Linked DNA regions of Ovis aries: region 2 is linked to region 1. Evidence: chromatin contacts called from public Hi-C data. All regions are on one chromosome and are shown on one strand. The core of a region is the stretch at or near the end of the contact, and the rest is flanking DNA. Distances in the headings are between cores, read along the strand shown.

What was found. Hi-C and Micro-C count contacts between places; a contact is called where the count stands out from the background.
Region 2: a contact with region 1 is called in a Hi-C map of liver, with 7 times the contacts expected there. The contact joins two enhancer-like sites. A contact is called at or near these places in 5 of 16 Hi-C or Micro-C datasets (hypothalamus, liver, muscle and 2 more).

What each region holds. Positions count from the first base shown.
Region 1 is chr9:27,623,188-27,630,925 of ARS-UI_Ramb_v3.0, forward strand. No RefSeq gene overlaps it. Among named protein-coding and RNA genes, the nearest start is that of TRIB1, 190 kb to the right of the region's middle. Within about 2 kb of position 3,059, at least 2 of the 54 cell types and tissues checked have an H3K27ac peak or open chromatin away from gene starts, as enhancers often do. A contact at or near this core is called in liver, where this site is marked.
Region 2 is chr9:27,998,931-28,006,668 of ARS-UI_Ramb_v3.0, forward strand. All of the region lies in intron 4 of NSMCE2 (NSE2 (MMS21) homolog, SMC5-SMC6 complex SUMO ligase), which reads right to left. Among named protein-coding and RNA genes, the nearest start is that of NSMCE2, 110 kb to the right of the region's middle. Within about 2 kb of position 5,086, at least 30 of the 54 cell types and tissues checked have an H3K27ac peak or open chromatin away from gene starts, as enhancers often do. A contact at or near this core is called in liver, where this site is marked.

The DNA of each region.
Region 1 (7,738 bases), core at 1,809-4,308:
GCCAGATTTTGAGTTAGAGCAGGGTTTTTAAGCCAGGTTCATTTGTTCCCCTTTTCCCCTGTGGTCACTGGGGAAGGACTGATGGGTTTTGGGGAAAGAAGCAATACATCTTGTGCATCAGGGTCTAGCATGACTACAGAGAGAGAGCAGGGCTGGGGGCAGAGAAAGTCTTTAGGAAGCTTTTGTGATGGCTCAGACAAGAAATGAGAAGGTGGACATATGACTCATTCGAAGAAGCCTTTTGAAAACTGGAACCTTACCAAGGGGGAAAGGGGGTGGGATGGACTGGGAGGTTGGGATTGGCATGTATACACTGCGGATGTTATGTATACAATAGACAGGGCTTCTCTGGTTCTCAGCAGTAAAGAATCCGCCTGCAATGCAGGAGTTGCAGGAGACACAGGTTCGATCCCTGGGTCTGGAAGATCTCCCAGAGGATGGCATGAAACCCACTTCAGTGTTCTTGCCTGGAGAATCCCATGGACAGAGGAGCCTGGCGGGCTACAGTCCATAGGGTCGAAAAGAGTCGGACATGACTGAAGCGACTTAGCACACACACGTACACATGCATGAAATAGAGTACTAATACTACCAGTGCCCTGTGGTGACCTAAATGGGAAGAAAATCCAAGGAAGAAGGGATATATGCACATATAGCTGATTCATTTTGCTGTGCAGCAGAAACTAACACAGCATTATAAAACAACTTTACTCCAATAAAAAAATTTTTTTAAAAACCACTGAAACCAGAGGACACAGAGCACATTCAAGCTCTAGCTAAAGTGGCCAAGAGCTGTCCTGGAGGACTGGCAGGATTCCATGACACCAGGCAAGACTGCTGTTCACAAGTCTGGGGAGGGGTGAGAAATCGCCATGTGTACATCAGAGCTCTTAAGAAATATTACATGAATAAGTGGAAGCCTTGGCAAGCACTTCCCTGGGAAACCGCCTATTACATGACTAAGGCCCTGAGAAATCTCTGTTGATGGCCTGGCAGAACCTTCGCCGGCTGAATCTTTCACTGAAAACCTCAGAGGGCTTCTGGGAGCATGTGGATTATGGGCTGTGGGAATCTCAGGTCATAAAACTTTCGCCCAGCTGCTCGAGTGCCCAGCCGGGCAATTAAGGAGGATGCTTTCAAGCAGATCAAAAGACTCTAGTGAGGTGATCTCAGGAAGCTTCCTGCCCTCCCTGTGAGGAAGGCAGGAGTCAGGACTCATTATCCTCATTTTACAGATGAGAAAAGTAGGTTCCCTGGTGAGTAAGTCCCTTGCCTGAAGTCAAACAATCAGCAAAGGGTGGAACCCAAAATAAGCATCACAGTCACCCAATTCCCAGGACATCATCACTCCAGAGCCTTCCATTCCTTGGAAGCTGGATTGCTTCTTGGGAAGTCTGGAACCACGTTTGGGATGTTAGGGCCTGGAGTGGTCCACAGGGTCTTTTCCAACCATCTAGCACCCACAGACACTTCCATGCACACACAGTGACTTGCATCTGTCCTTTGCAACACTGAGATGTCTTGATAGCATACCCAGGCCCCCAACCTAACAATAACAACCCAATTACTCCTTGGCCAACCTATATGCAAGCCATTTAAGAGGACACACTTGATCTTAGTCATCATCTTAGAGAACTCCTCAAGTTCATAAAGTCATACCTGATTTCAGATCCCAGTTCTGCACTTGCTCTTCCCAGGACCTAGTCAAGTTACTGAACGTAAGTGCCACTTCCCGCATCTAGGAACTGGAGATATTCAAAATAGCTCTCTAACTGGGATATTGTGAGGCGTCAGTGAAGTCAGGCACATAAAAAGCACAGCAGAAAGCCCAGCATGGAGTAACCATTCAATAAATGTCAGCAATTACGAATAGCTTTGCTTATATGAGTGATCTGATTTTGAAAAGTAACTCTCCGTTCTCTGTCTGTTCATAGTCTGGTTATTAAAGAGTTAAGTTCAAACCTTAGTATCTGACCAACTCCTTCCCTTCCGGACAAGGAAGTTTATTTTTGCTCTTAATAATCTCAGCTACTTGCCATGTTTTAAACAAGAGGTGATTCATTTCTCTTCATTCAGAGGATACCTGTTAGAGCAAGAATGCTGTGTCTGGCTGGTCAGGGCCTTAAAATTCTCTCTGGGGTCCTGCCTTGTACCTCCCTTGTCATTGTCACCTGGTCATCAATAAGTCCAGTGTCCTACCAATTCAAGGCGGCTGACAAGGATAGGTCAGAGGCTGGGATTCTGATGCAAGATGGTACAGGCAGCTGTGGTCCCTGACTCCAACAGCATCTTCACCTGGGTCGATTTTATCGTGTCTTCTGACCTGGAAGATGGTCTCTCCATATGAACCCTGGTTATTTAATGCACTTGAAAAGTCAAGTCCTTTTATAGGCTATTGTTCTTTTTCAATATTATGGTTGCACTTCATACACACCAATGTCCCATCCTAATCCCATCAGCCCATCCCGCAGATCATCAGCAGATTGGTGACAGTCCCCATAAACTCCACTGCCTTCTTGCACCCCTACATCTCTTGATCTGAGCTCTTTCTATGCCACAGTAGTGCCTTCAGCCCTCTCTGGGGGCAGGCCAGGGAGATAATGCCTCCATGAGTGACCCTCAACTGATACAGAACAAGAACTAGTAGATAAATACCCCAGTGAGCTTACCCCTCCTTGGGGCAACTTCGAGATCAGCCAGTACTGCCTCTTAAAGGGCCCGTAGCACACCTCAGGCCCAGGTGCCCACGGTAACAAGTGACTCATTTGCGCACATTCACTGGCTTCCTCCTTTCCCTGGATCAGTTCCTCACTCCCCAAATGAAGCTTCCTCAGATCACCTCCATTCTGACTGCGGCACTTAAAATCTCTGCCTGGGGTCTGCTTTTGGGAGAACCCAAACTAAGACAGGTTCTTCAAAGAAAGTTGCGGTTATACTAAAAGAGCACAAACGATTTTACATTAGGCAGACAGTGTGAAGCATGATATAGAGCAAGTCTAAAATGAATAAAACCCCTGGTTACAAAGCCTCTGTCTCAACAGACTCTTGCAACACTGTTCTTGTTGCTCAGGCGCCCAGTCATCTCTGACTTTTTGTGACCCCGAGGACTGCAGCACACCAGGCTTCCCTGTCCCTCACCATCTCCTGGAGTCTGCCCAAGTTCATGTCCATTAAATCAGTGATGCCCTCCAACCATCTCATCCTCTGCCCCCTTCTCCTCCTGCCCTCAATCTTTCCCAGCATCAGGGTCTTTTCTGATGGGCTGGCTCTTCACTTCGCATCAGGTGGCCAAAGTATTGGAGCTTCAGTTTCAGTATCAGTCCTTCCAATGAGTATTCAGGGTTGGTTTCCTTTAGGCCTGACTAGTTTGATCTCCTTACTGTCCAAGGGACTCTCAAGAGTCTTCTCCAGCACCACAGTTTGAAAGCATCAGTTCTTTAGTGTTGACTACCAGTTAACTCAAGGTCAGGGCCTCGTTCACTAGTCATGCCTACCCTGACCATGAATATGATGTGAATGCTTCCAGAGTCTGTAGCCAGCCAGTGCCAAGCTCTCAGAAATAAATGAATTAGAATCTCCGAGACCAAGAGGATCAGCTTGAGTGCAGTGGCTCAGAAGTTTTTCAGTAGCCTCTTTACATCTTGGAACTTGACTCAGAATCTGCAACCATAGAGGTTAAAACCAAAGAAAACAAAAATTAGAAATATTCCATTTAAATCTCCTTGTCTATTGAGAGCAAGGTGGCGTTATCTTACACACCAGATGCAAACAGAGGCAGGCATTTTTCCCGGATCATCAGGGAACACAGTGACACGCTGGACAGAGACAGTGGCCCTGACGCAGACACACCAGCCTTGGCAAGAGCCTCCAGAGCCTGGCCGTAGACATCAGAGCAGACAGTTGGAGCTGAAGAGGGGAAAAGTAAACACCACATGGGAGCCAGAAGGACAGAGTTCACAGGTACACACAAGTCATCCCCTGGGACTTCCAGAAATAACAGGCGAAAGTCTTGGCAAGGACTCCAAGGCCGTGGTGGAAGAGACTAGCACCGGGTGGGCATGGATAAATAACTATAATGTATTGATGATGATAAAGGTGATGGATGTGATGGATATGGTGACCCTGACTCTTGCCCAAACATGTGGTCCCTGGGGACTTAGGAATATAAAATCATGTTTTTCCTAATGGTATTGTAAATCCCTATAGTACAGCAACTCACCTCACCTTCTAGTGTGTTGTTAAACACTCAACACTGGGTGAAGAATATAGATGAAGAGAAAGAGACAATTTTCTTTTCTATTTAACGAAAGAAGTGAAAGTGTTAGTCACGTCTGACTCTTTGCAACCCCCTGGACTGCAGCCTGCCAGCCGCCTCTGTCCTTGGAATTCACCGGACAGAGGCAAGACACTGGAGTGTGTAGCCATTCCGTTCTCCAGGGGATCAACCCAAGATCGAGAGGTGGAACCCAGGTCTCTCACACTGCAGAAAGACTCTTTACCATCTGAGCCACCAGAGAAGTCTTTGTTTAATGAGCTTAACACAAAAAGTTTAAGCTTCATCCCCTTGCTCTTGTCCCTTGGTTAGAGGCTGCTTTTTCGCTGGGTCTGCTGAAGACAGAAGCCTGTGTATTCAGTGCTTTACACCGGCCTACTTATCATCACATCACAGCCAGCCCCACCTCAAATTGGAAAGTATAATCTCAAAGCCCTCCCAGGTTGGCCCAGCTCTAAGAACAATCAACTCAGAAAACATGGAATGGAGAAAGCATCTTTGCAGGCATGGACCATTTCCAAAATAATAAATGATGCTGCTATAAAGCACAAAGTGTGGGGGTCCCTTGTTACACAGCAACAGGTAATTAACACATCCTCGACTGAAGGGCTGTGTCCCACACTTTAGATAACACCATTCTAAAGGACCGACATTAAGTCACCATTCCAGTGGGGTGAGTGGGATAATGATGAAAAGCAGAGAGGCAGAAAGCTAGATGAGAAGTCAAAAGCCTCAAGTTCTGGTTCCAACTCTATCAAGACTCCCCAGCTGTGTGAGCTCCGTGAGATCATTTCCTCTTCTGTAAAGTGGAATTCATGATAAATACCCATCTTACGTCACACTGTCATTATTAGACTCAGATGACAGAACCCAAGCAAAGCTTTGTTAATACGTGAGATTATATCCCAAGTAAGGGGTTATAATCATCCACGTTATCAAAATCATCCTTATGGATGGCTGTTACAAAGTAAAGCCGGCAAAAGTTAAAGTTACTCAGTCAAAGTAAACAGAACCCACTCTGAGTAATTGGAACAAGGTGATGTTAACATGGGAAATGGGCTACGCAGCTGATGGAAAGGCTGGAAACCCCACCAAGAAGTAATGGGGCCACCCAACGATTAATAATAGCAGCAAGTCCCTTAGCTGGAGGGACAGTGAGAAGCGGCAGGATCATAGGAACCCAAGGCCTGGGGTCACCCTATAAGAAGCTGGAACCGTGGTAGGAGCCAGAGCCAAGAAAGAAATGCAACCTCTGCCTCGCGCTCCTGAAGGCGGCGGGGAGAGGAAATGCCCTTTCCGATTTCTCCCTTCCCGATGCCCTTCAACAATGGTCCAGTGCCTCCCATGTGCCAGACCCAGCCAGAAACCAGCTGACACGGGAGTGACAAGTGGACCTGGAGCCAAGAAGCCCTGGGCCAAAGAAGCAGTCTGTTCAAGCAGAAATGCGGTAACACACTGGAAATGGAAGTGACGCACTGCAAAGCCCCAGAGACTCAGACTCCAAAAGAGCCTGGCAACTCATCCGGCGCAATCTCTCATTCTCCAGGTGAGGCTTCAAAGAGGAAAATGATACGACTTGCCCCAAATCAGCTGGCTAGGGGCAGCCTGGATCCAGGGCCTCTGAATTCCCAGTTCATAGCGTTTTCTTCACAGCGTTAACTTTAGCAGAGGCACTTCAGCTTCACAACAGGAGGTATTGCAATAGTTGATTTCTAAGGTGGCTATTTGAACCTGAGAACTCACTTTCCCCTGAAACAAGGTTATCTTGGCTGACTGCCGGTGGTCCCAGTCTGGCTGTTGAGCCCACAGCATGAGAAGAAAAGAGGGCTTCCCAGGTGGCTCAGAGGTAAAGAACCCACCTGCCAATGCAGGAGACTCAAGAGATGTGGGTTTGATCCCCGGGTTAGGAAGATCCCCTGGAGGAGGAAATGGCAACCCGGTCTAGTATTCTTGCCTGGAGAATCCCACAGACAGGGGAGCCTGGCAGGCTGAAGTCCATGGGGTCACAGAGAGTCAGACACGACTGAGCAAGTAAACACACACACACACAACAGGCTGATGAGCATCTTTCTCCCAGGGCAGAAGAGAAGAGAGTCTCCCCCATGTCCTTGCTCTGCCATCCAAGGTGTGATGGGCGTGGGGACCCCCACCACCCCTACTGCTATTCTTTCCCACAGTGATCATTCCTGTGGCTGCAGGGCTAGCAATGGAGGAAGAGCACCTGGAAGGCTGAAAGCAGGTGCTTTTTTTTTTTTTTAACACCTTTGTACCCTCACCTTTAACACCCTTCCAGTAACCAGCCCAGCCCAGTCCTGTGATTGCCAGCATGCCCTTCCTTGAGGGGTCTGAAATAGCAACTTCAAAGAATAGGCATTATTATGAAATCCTTTTATATTAGGAAAATGAAAAAAAAATGTCTTGTTTTTCTGCTACAAGTGAAACGGTAAAATTTGCGTGCACACACATAAAGTGCTCTTAGATGGTGAGGAGAGTGAGGGGAGATGCTGAGAGATGGGGGCCAGTTATCTGTGAGATGAAGGCTCCATTCTCTGGGGCTGCAGTGGGTTCATTCTCCTGCGATTTGGGCAGAGAATTCTTTAACTGCTGCAAGGCTGCCCACACTAGATCTTCTGGTTTTGGACGTGGTTCTTGCGATTCGTGAGCTCCAATTTCAATAACCAACCACCCAAAAAGAAAGAAATTACCCATCCACCCAAAAATGAGAATGAGGGCAAATTCCCCAGGAACTTAAAATGCAACTTTGGTGCTAATGCAGAAATGGAAACCGAAATACACTTTCTGCTCTGCAGGTCAAAACGCAGAGACGTATTTCCTCAAAACCTGACCCTACCTCCCAGCTGCAGAGAACAGGAAATCCAAGTCTGTAGAGCTTTGAGGCATTCACACTCCAGTGGCCTCAGCCGTGAGGCTTCCCTGCCCTGCAAGGTGAAAGCGATTGGTCCCCATCCCTCACCCCGTGCCCCTCTTTCTTGTTCCCATCCCACTGGGCCAAGGACACCAAATACAGTCCCACAAGTAGAGCGCTGGCCAATTTAGGAGATGCCATTTCCGTCAGCTGTGGTGTGAATGGCACCCCCCGGAGTTGTGCCATGCTTCTATGAGAACATCTTGCCGATGGCGGTATTAAGACTGACACCTACAAGGTCACAAGCTTCTGGCTGAGCTACAGTCATCTCTGTGACTCTAGCACCCAACACAGTGCCTGGTACAGAGACTCTCAATGTAAACTTGAAGGGATTTCAGAAGCAATGAATTTGAGAGGAGAGTCAGCAACCCCACTTAGACAGGAAATAAGTAGTTATTTTAAATAGCAGTAGCATCCTAATTAGAGTATGGATTCTTCTTCACATAACCTTGGATCCTTTAAAGAGTAACTATAACAGAGTGATTAAGATCTCTGGCTCTGAGATCAGAAGGATTTGGTTTTGAATCCTTGCTCCACAA
Region 2 (7,738 bases), core at 3,836-6,335, 380 kb after region 1:
GAATATCAAGAAATTCTAATTAAAGCTTAACCTGATTTGTAAATACTAAAGAAGTTTTATGAGCCCAGTAAAAGACTTTCTGATTCTTATATTAATTGCAATCTATTTGCATAGACATCGTTCAACACCAAAAGTTAATGCTACAGTTTAGAAGATGTTAATAAAAGCTTTCCTGAATTCTAAACAGAGTAAGTAAACCTTTGACCAGTTATTCAGCAGGCAGCAAAGCACCAGTTCCTGAGGGGCAGAGACTGAATTGGCATCCAGGTCAGCTGCTTGTCAGCTGTGTGACTTGCTCTGTCTGAGCAGCACAGATGTGGGAAAACCCCCAAGCTCCCTCACTGTTCTCCACAGGACCAATGAGGATGCCGTTAACGAGAACCCCACACTAATGTCTAGGACATGGCAGGTCCTCTCCTATCTTGTGTCTCAGATCTGGAGACTGTCCAAGCTTATTGGAAGATAGACAAAGATGAGCACAGGGTTTCATTCTGACTTGAAGCGAAGCTGAAAGGCTGGTTACGCTTGCTGGGTTGTCAAGGCTGATTCTAAGAAAACAGATCCTAAGTGATGCCAGCTGCACCAGCCTGGCTGTGACCATGGCACTCCCAGGTGGACCCCTCTGCAAAGTGGGGCAGGGCTGATAACAGGAGGCTGATGGAGGTGGATGAGCGGGTTGGAGACAGGGGATTGAGAGGACACAAACATATGAGGGAAAAGGAGGAGAGAACAAGTCTCGGAGGGCAGTGCCATCGAAGGGGCAGGGAAAAGAGGAAGCAAAGGGAGAAAGCGGAAATAACCAGATTGTCAAACAGGGAGGAGCAAGTGGGGAGAAAGTTGTCTCTTCCTCGCCACTGTCTTCCTCCCCAAGGTTTCTCCCCAATTTGTGTCTATTCCTCTGCTTCTCCCTCTTTTCTACGTACCCACCTCAACTCCACTTCCAAAACCATATTCTTATTCTCAAGATTCATTCCTCCTCCCTCTCTGACAAGTGGCATTCCTTTCTCCAGAAGTCAGAAAGTGAAAACCTAGAAAAACACGAGAGTTGCCTGCAATCCCTAAGCTGGCTTCCCCAACCCTCAAGGTCCCCCAAGCATCGAGGGTAAGATCTAGAACTGATTCCAGCTGCAGGCATTGGTCGGGGTAGAGGGGACACAGCACAGAGCAGCTGCTCACCTCTCTACCCTCTGTTCCCGGCCACCCCATGTCCTCATTTGCACTATCTTCAATTACAATGGATGTACTGTCTTCAATTACAAAAGACTCACACGAATGTCCCATGATTAGAATTTACCATCTGATAATTGTATGGTCACCTTCCCTTCCTGGCAAATTTACAAAATGTTATTTTAAAATGTCAGGATTGGACATGTTTAAAAGAAAGAGCACACAGAGACTGGGCCACAAGAATATATAGTCAAAAATTATAATGTGCCTGGGGTAGGACTGCCTTTATTTCCCACGTACAGGATCTTGACTCTCAATATATCAGTTTAATGTGCCAAGGAAAAGCTCAGGCAGAAATGCTTGATTCTGGTTGTCTTGAAGGAAGTTTATGTATTCTTTTTTACAAATAAATATAAAGGTTGCATTGAATCAAAAGTGACAATAAAGTGCTACACAGGTGGGTGCTGAGTGGGGGCAACTTGGACAGAAGGATATATTTGGATTAAAAACTAAAACAACTCTATTAAAAAATCATCTTTTGGAAATCATCACTTGAAGAATAAGAAAACGCTAATACTGTACTGGGAAATGCATTCAACCTCGAGTTAAAGTGTGTTACTTTATACCTCACCAAAAAAATATAATAATTTGTTTACAACTGCCAAAAGCAGTGCTGCCTGAAGTGAAAACGCGAGCATCCATGCAAACAACTCTGTTCAGCAAATAAGTGTAATCTGCTCCCAATGTTAAAAGAATACTTTCCTGTAAAAATGAATCAAGAAATAAAAAAGGGAGCATCTTACTAAATAAAAACAAATGTACCCAAATGCACAGTACAAACAAATAAACTATCGGGACCTCCCTGGAGAGGCTTCTTCACTCACTGTACCTTTAGACCCTGCACTGCAGGGAGACGCTGGCGGAAGACTGGATGCGGGAACAGGGTGAACTCTTCCTCCCCTTCTGAAGCTCTCAGGAACTTGGACAAAGCCAAGGAAGAAGCAAGAGCTGTGGGGCTCTGAATAACTGTTTAATAGTGTTGACTATAAAAAAAAAACAATCGGAGGGTTTGAAATGAATGGAGTTGAAAGGGCAAGAAAGAGGATGTCAGAGAGCTTAAAAGAGCCACAAGATGAGAAGCAGCTCTGCCTGCCGTTGACGGAAGAGGCTTCACTGTTAGCCAAGTTGTTTCCAGAACCCAGCACTGGTTTAAGAGCTGGTTTTTGTCTCTGAGGTAATGTAAAGAACATGAAGTTTTCACACTCTGTTCCTTTTAGGGATCGGCACACCTGGCCTAAGATATGCTAGATATGTGATCATCTCTCAAAGATGTAGCCCACTTAAGAGGCCACTTCATTTCAGCAATAGAACTCCAAAATTATCATTAATTAAAAAAAAAACCTCACGTCTCACAAAAGAGATCATATTATCACTGGTATGTTGACTTCCCCCTCTTCTCCTACTTTTAAAGAGTTCTTTCTTTTTCCTCAACAAAGGCAGTCACCAAGGGGCAGTTTACGTAATGGCTAAGGGCATGGACTCTGCAGCCAGATTTCCTGGGTTTGAATCATGAATATGAAGTTGAACGAGTTGCTCAACTTCTGTGAGGCTCCATATCCCCTTCTGTAAAATGGAGATGATACCACTACCCAGCTCACAGCACCCGGAACAGAGCTGGCTACACAGGAAGTGCTTGAAGAAGGGCAATGGCTGTCACTGTGTTTGTTTGGTTTTTTTAAAGTTAACTGCAAGGTAACAAAATTCTTGTAACCAAACTTAAAAAGAAAGAAAGCATATGACTAATGTACTTAATAACTTGCCTTTCCAAGTTAAGAATATACTTCTTGAAGACTTACTAATTTTTTGTCTCAAATATCTCATAGTTTCTGGCATATAATAAGAGTTCATAAACGTTTTAAGAACAGGAATGAAAGAAAGGAAAAGAACAAAGCTTTGTGGATCAAATAAGGCTGTAATATTTGCTGCATAAATAAATTCAGATTTAATGAGCTTTTATTAAGCGCCTACTTTGTGCCAGACCCTGTGTGAAGTCTTTATGTTGTTTTAATTAATACATTTCTACGGACAAAGCACGTCTACGTAACTGCGTAACAGTGGCTACTAGGCTATGCTGAGGCCCATTTAGAATAGGCCTTCTCAGTTTGCAACCCAAAAAAGGCTGGTTAACTAAAACTTGTTAATTTTCAAGCCATACAAATTACTAACTCATTTATATGCTGCCAAAATGTAGCAGCAGAGAGACCACATGACTGAGACACAAGCGAAGGCTATGCCTGGACTGGCATCTGCTCTTCTAGATCTACAGCAGGGTGGTGGTACCCCTTTGGGGGTACAGAAAGCACCTTGGGATATTTTTAACACCCAGCAAGCCCAAATCAGAAAGCCCAGCTTTACAGGATCTCTTTAACCACAGAATAAGGAACCACATATTACATTCAAGATTTGGCAGCAACTCAATTTCCAAATGTTAGTTCTTCATGAAACCATCCTATATCTCAGGGAAACTTCACATCGAGCTCAGCTCTTCTACTTTTTATTTTACTGGGAAGAAAATTCTAAGCCAGCATAAATGAATAAGTGGATTTCAGTCTTATGAAAGGGCTTTTTGGGTGTGGTCAAGATAGCTAACTTTGAAAACTTAGCAACACAGGATACATTATGAGTAAGTCCTTTCCTTTTTTTTTTTAAATAATGATGCTAACTCACCAGATCCTTCTGAAAGAGTCCTTTTATTAATTTCAATGAAGTCAAGCAGAGAACAAGTTGTAATATGAAACACCATTTATGCAACTATGTTGAAATTCTCTGCCAGAGTTATCTTCATGTAAGAATTTTATGGTAAAACAATTTCAAAATAATATCAAGCATTAGCTTAGGCTCATCTTGGTTTTAGGCTGGCTTTCTATACAAATCACTGAATTCTACTACAAAATGACAGTGCCCTTAAATAGAAAAAAAAAAGAAATCCTCTTCCTCCACAGTTCATATTTTAATAAAAGAGCTGAAACTAAGCTTCAACTGAAATTATATTGTTGGGCAACTCCAGAAACTAAACACAAAAACATGTTAAAGATTGCAACATCAAGGGAAAACCATCCTCATATATGTACTTTTAGATTCCTAGCTGTTTCTGACCCCAGCCCAGATGAGATCAGCTGAAACCTTCAGAGGCTTTCCTGCAGTCAGCCAACAAGCCACTCACTCCTTCCTCAACCACAGGGGTTACCCAGGGAAGGACACGCAATGCATTTAAAGAGCCAACAGAAATCCTGTGGGTGGGTTTGGTCTGCCTTTCAAAACCAATAAGCGTCCCATTATATAACCTTTAATAATAAGAAAGAAGTTTACAGTCATATACCCAACTAAACCCAAGGCAAGCTATGCTGCATGCCTCATTGTACCTTTTTTTTTTTTTTTTTAAAGAAGTGGTAAGAAATAGTAAAAGAAAAAGCTGTCTGAATGGAACAATCCATCTTGTCAGCTAATGCTGGAAAATTAATGAATTGAACTTGGTAGTAAAGCTTAGGCTTGTTTTTTGCAGTGGGTTTCATGGCAGTCTGATGTTTTTGATCAGAAAAGCCCAAGCATCTAAAACAAAATCTCCATGACATCTGATTAATTCTTTATAAAATAAAGTAAGTCCTTAACCACAAGAGAATTCTGAGAATCTGGCTTTTCCAGAAAGCCCAAGAAAAATACTTCAGTTTCACCATTCTCAAATTCATTTGACTTTGAAACAAAATAAACATATTACTCTATTTAATATCTTGCACAAGCGAATTCACAAGAATGAAATGTGTTCAGAGTTCCTAGAAAAAATGTAGCAATACAGGCTGCCAACTCGTTCAATGTCAAGCTCTAGGCAGTATAGCCACACTAGCAGTAAATGACTCAGAGTGAGTCACGCTTAAGCTATTTTTGCTTTTAAAGTACTGCCAGGCACTGTGCTAATATTCAACCCAGAGTAAATTTAGCCCAACAAGAAAACAAGTGTTTCCATGGTTGCTTCTTCACAGTGTTTATGGTATATATGCAGCCATTAGGCACAGGAATCTAGCCAGATAAATTAAATGATCATCTTTCATTTATATCCAAGCTTTGGAACACTGGAAACACTAAATGCAACTTATTCTTTCATCTCCTGACTGTCCACCCCTCCAGACCCCAAATAGCAACTACATAGAGAGGATTCTGTTAAAGATTCATATAAAAGTTTGTACCATTAAAGTACCTTTAGTGGATTGTTGTTCATGGATTTTATTTGGCTTTGTATTAAGAGTCACAACCTGCTGATGGTGCAGCCACAGGGAACTAAACTGCTTAAAAAGTATCCCGCAAAACCAGCAGGAAATGCGGACAACAGATACTAAGTGAATCATTAGGCAGTATCCACCCAGTGAATGGTCAGAGTCTGGGAATACAAACACTCACAGGGTGTCTAAAGAACATTAGTTGTTCTAATTCAAAAAGATATATACACGCCAATATTCATAGCAGCACTATTAACAGTCAAGATATGGAAGCAACCTAAATGTCCATCAACAGATGAATGGATGCAGAAGATACAGTATATACACACAATGGAATATTACTCAGCCATAAAAAAAGAATGATACAAAGTCATCTGAAGCAACATGAATGGATCTGGAGATTATCATATTAAGTAAATAAGTCAGACAGAGAAAGACAAACATCATATATCACTTATATGTGGAATCTAAAAAAATGATACAAATGAACTTAATTTACAAAACAGACTCACAGATATAGAAAACAAACCCATGGTTAGCAAAGGGAAAAGTGCAACAGCCACTCACTTGAGTAACACATTGACTACGGAACAGATGCTAGGACTTTCCTCTAATTAAAGCTACCTGTCTATTTAAAGCTGTTAGAAATCTAAGTCTAGATAAAGCTGTTAGAATCCTTAGCTTTATCTACAGAATCAATGCTACAGTTGTATACAGTGGTTAGCTGTTATACTCAGCGAAGAAATATTACAGCTAACTGTCCCAGTCCAGGTTTTCAGAGTAAGAAGCATGCGCTCCAGGATGCAAACTCTTGTAATTTTTATTTAAAATGAACTTTTGTCTAAACAATGAGGGGGAGTAAGACTAGGTTTCACTAGTAATGTACATATGGACATTATGCAGACCATGTATAAAAATGAATAAATAAAATATCACAAGGGTGTGCTCCTCCCCAAAGGAGAAAACAAAAAACGTGGAGACCACTGCTATCACAAGCACAGCCACCTGAAGCACGGAACCCTCTCCTCTTCACCCTGTATCTCAGTAAATGCTTGCTCTTTTTTCCCACCTACATTTTAATGGGGCACCAGCACAAAGGAAGTATAGTGGAAAAGCCTAGGTCAGCAAGCAACTGGAGAAGACAGAGAAATGGTAATCTGAGCAAGGCAAGTCTGGAAAACAGCCACATGGAGCACCTCAGCACAGCTGTAATGATAGCACTGGGCCAAGGACAGTCACTCTGAGTCAGAAAGCCGACCAGTTAGTTCTCCTATCAAGATGCCAGGAACACGTGGACTCCCTGAAAATTATAATGGGGGCTCAAAAGCTATTGAGAGTGAACTGAAAAAAGCCTAGTCCAAGTGTAGCTACATAACAGACATCTTTCGCAACACAGTTCTTGGGGAACAACTGTGAAGGGGTTGCTCAGTCAATGCTAAAGGTAGAAATTCCTAACATCGCCTCTGACTTGCATGAATGGCATCTTAACTTCCACAGAAAGCATCTAGCTCAAGGCTTGACGTATAGCAGATGATTAATACAGCTCTCTGAAATAAACAGGTAAATTATAAAACTATCTCCCCATAAAACATCTTATTTGAAACTCATGCATTCTAAAGCTCTGTATCTGTTACCCCTGTGTTTATTGTATAGGTAAGTTTCACCAGCAAAAGCCTAAGGGATGAAAAATAATCTATCAGAATTTCTTGCTTTCTGACTCCCTTGCTCCCCGATTTCACTAATTCTATTAATCCCAGGGATTCTACTCATCTTTACCTGAAAGTTCCATATTGAGAGAAGTATAAATAGTAATTAAATCTTCACAGAAGGAACATTTTAAAATTTAAGCAGAGACAAAGATGGGGAGGACGAAGAGCTGAAGTAAATTTTCAGGTCAATGAAACTATTCTTTATATTACACTGGTGGATACATGACATTATGCATCAAACACCCACAGACCATTTGATTCAGCAGCCCCACTTCTAGTTGTGAATTGAAAGCAGGAGTTGAAAACATATTTGTACACCAAAGTCCATTAGCAGCATTAGCGTTCTTAGGTGGTATTTGTTGATGGCTGAATGGATAAACAAAATGTGGTATATACAGGCAATGGAATATTATTCAGCCTTCAAAAGGACTGAAATTCGGATACATGCTACAGCATGGGCCTTGAAGACACTGTGCTAAATGAAATAAGCCAGACACAAAATGACAAGTGCTGTATAATTCTACTTATATGAGGTATCTAACCAAGTGAACAGTGGTTACCAGGAGTCAGGAGTGGGAAGGGGCACATTTG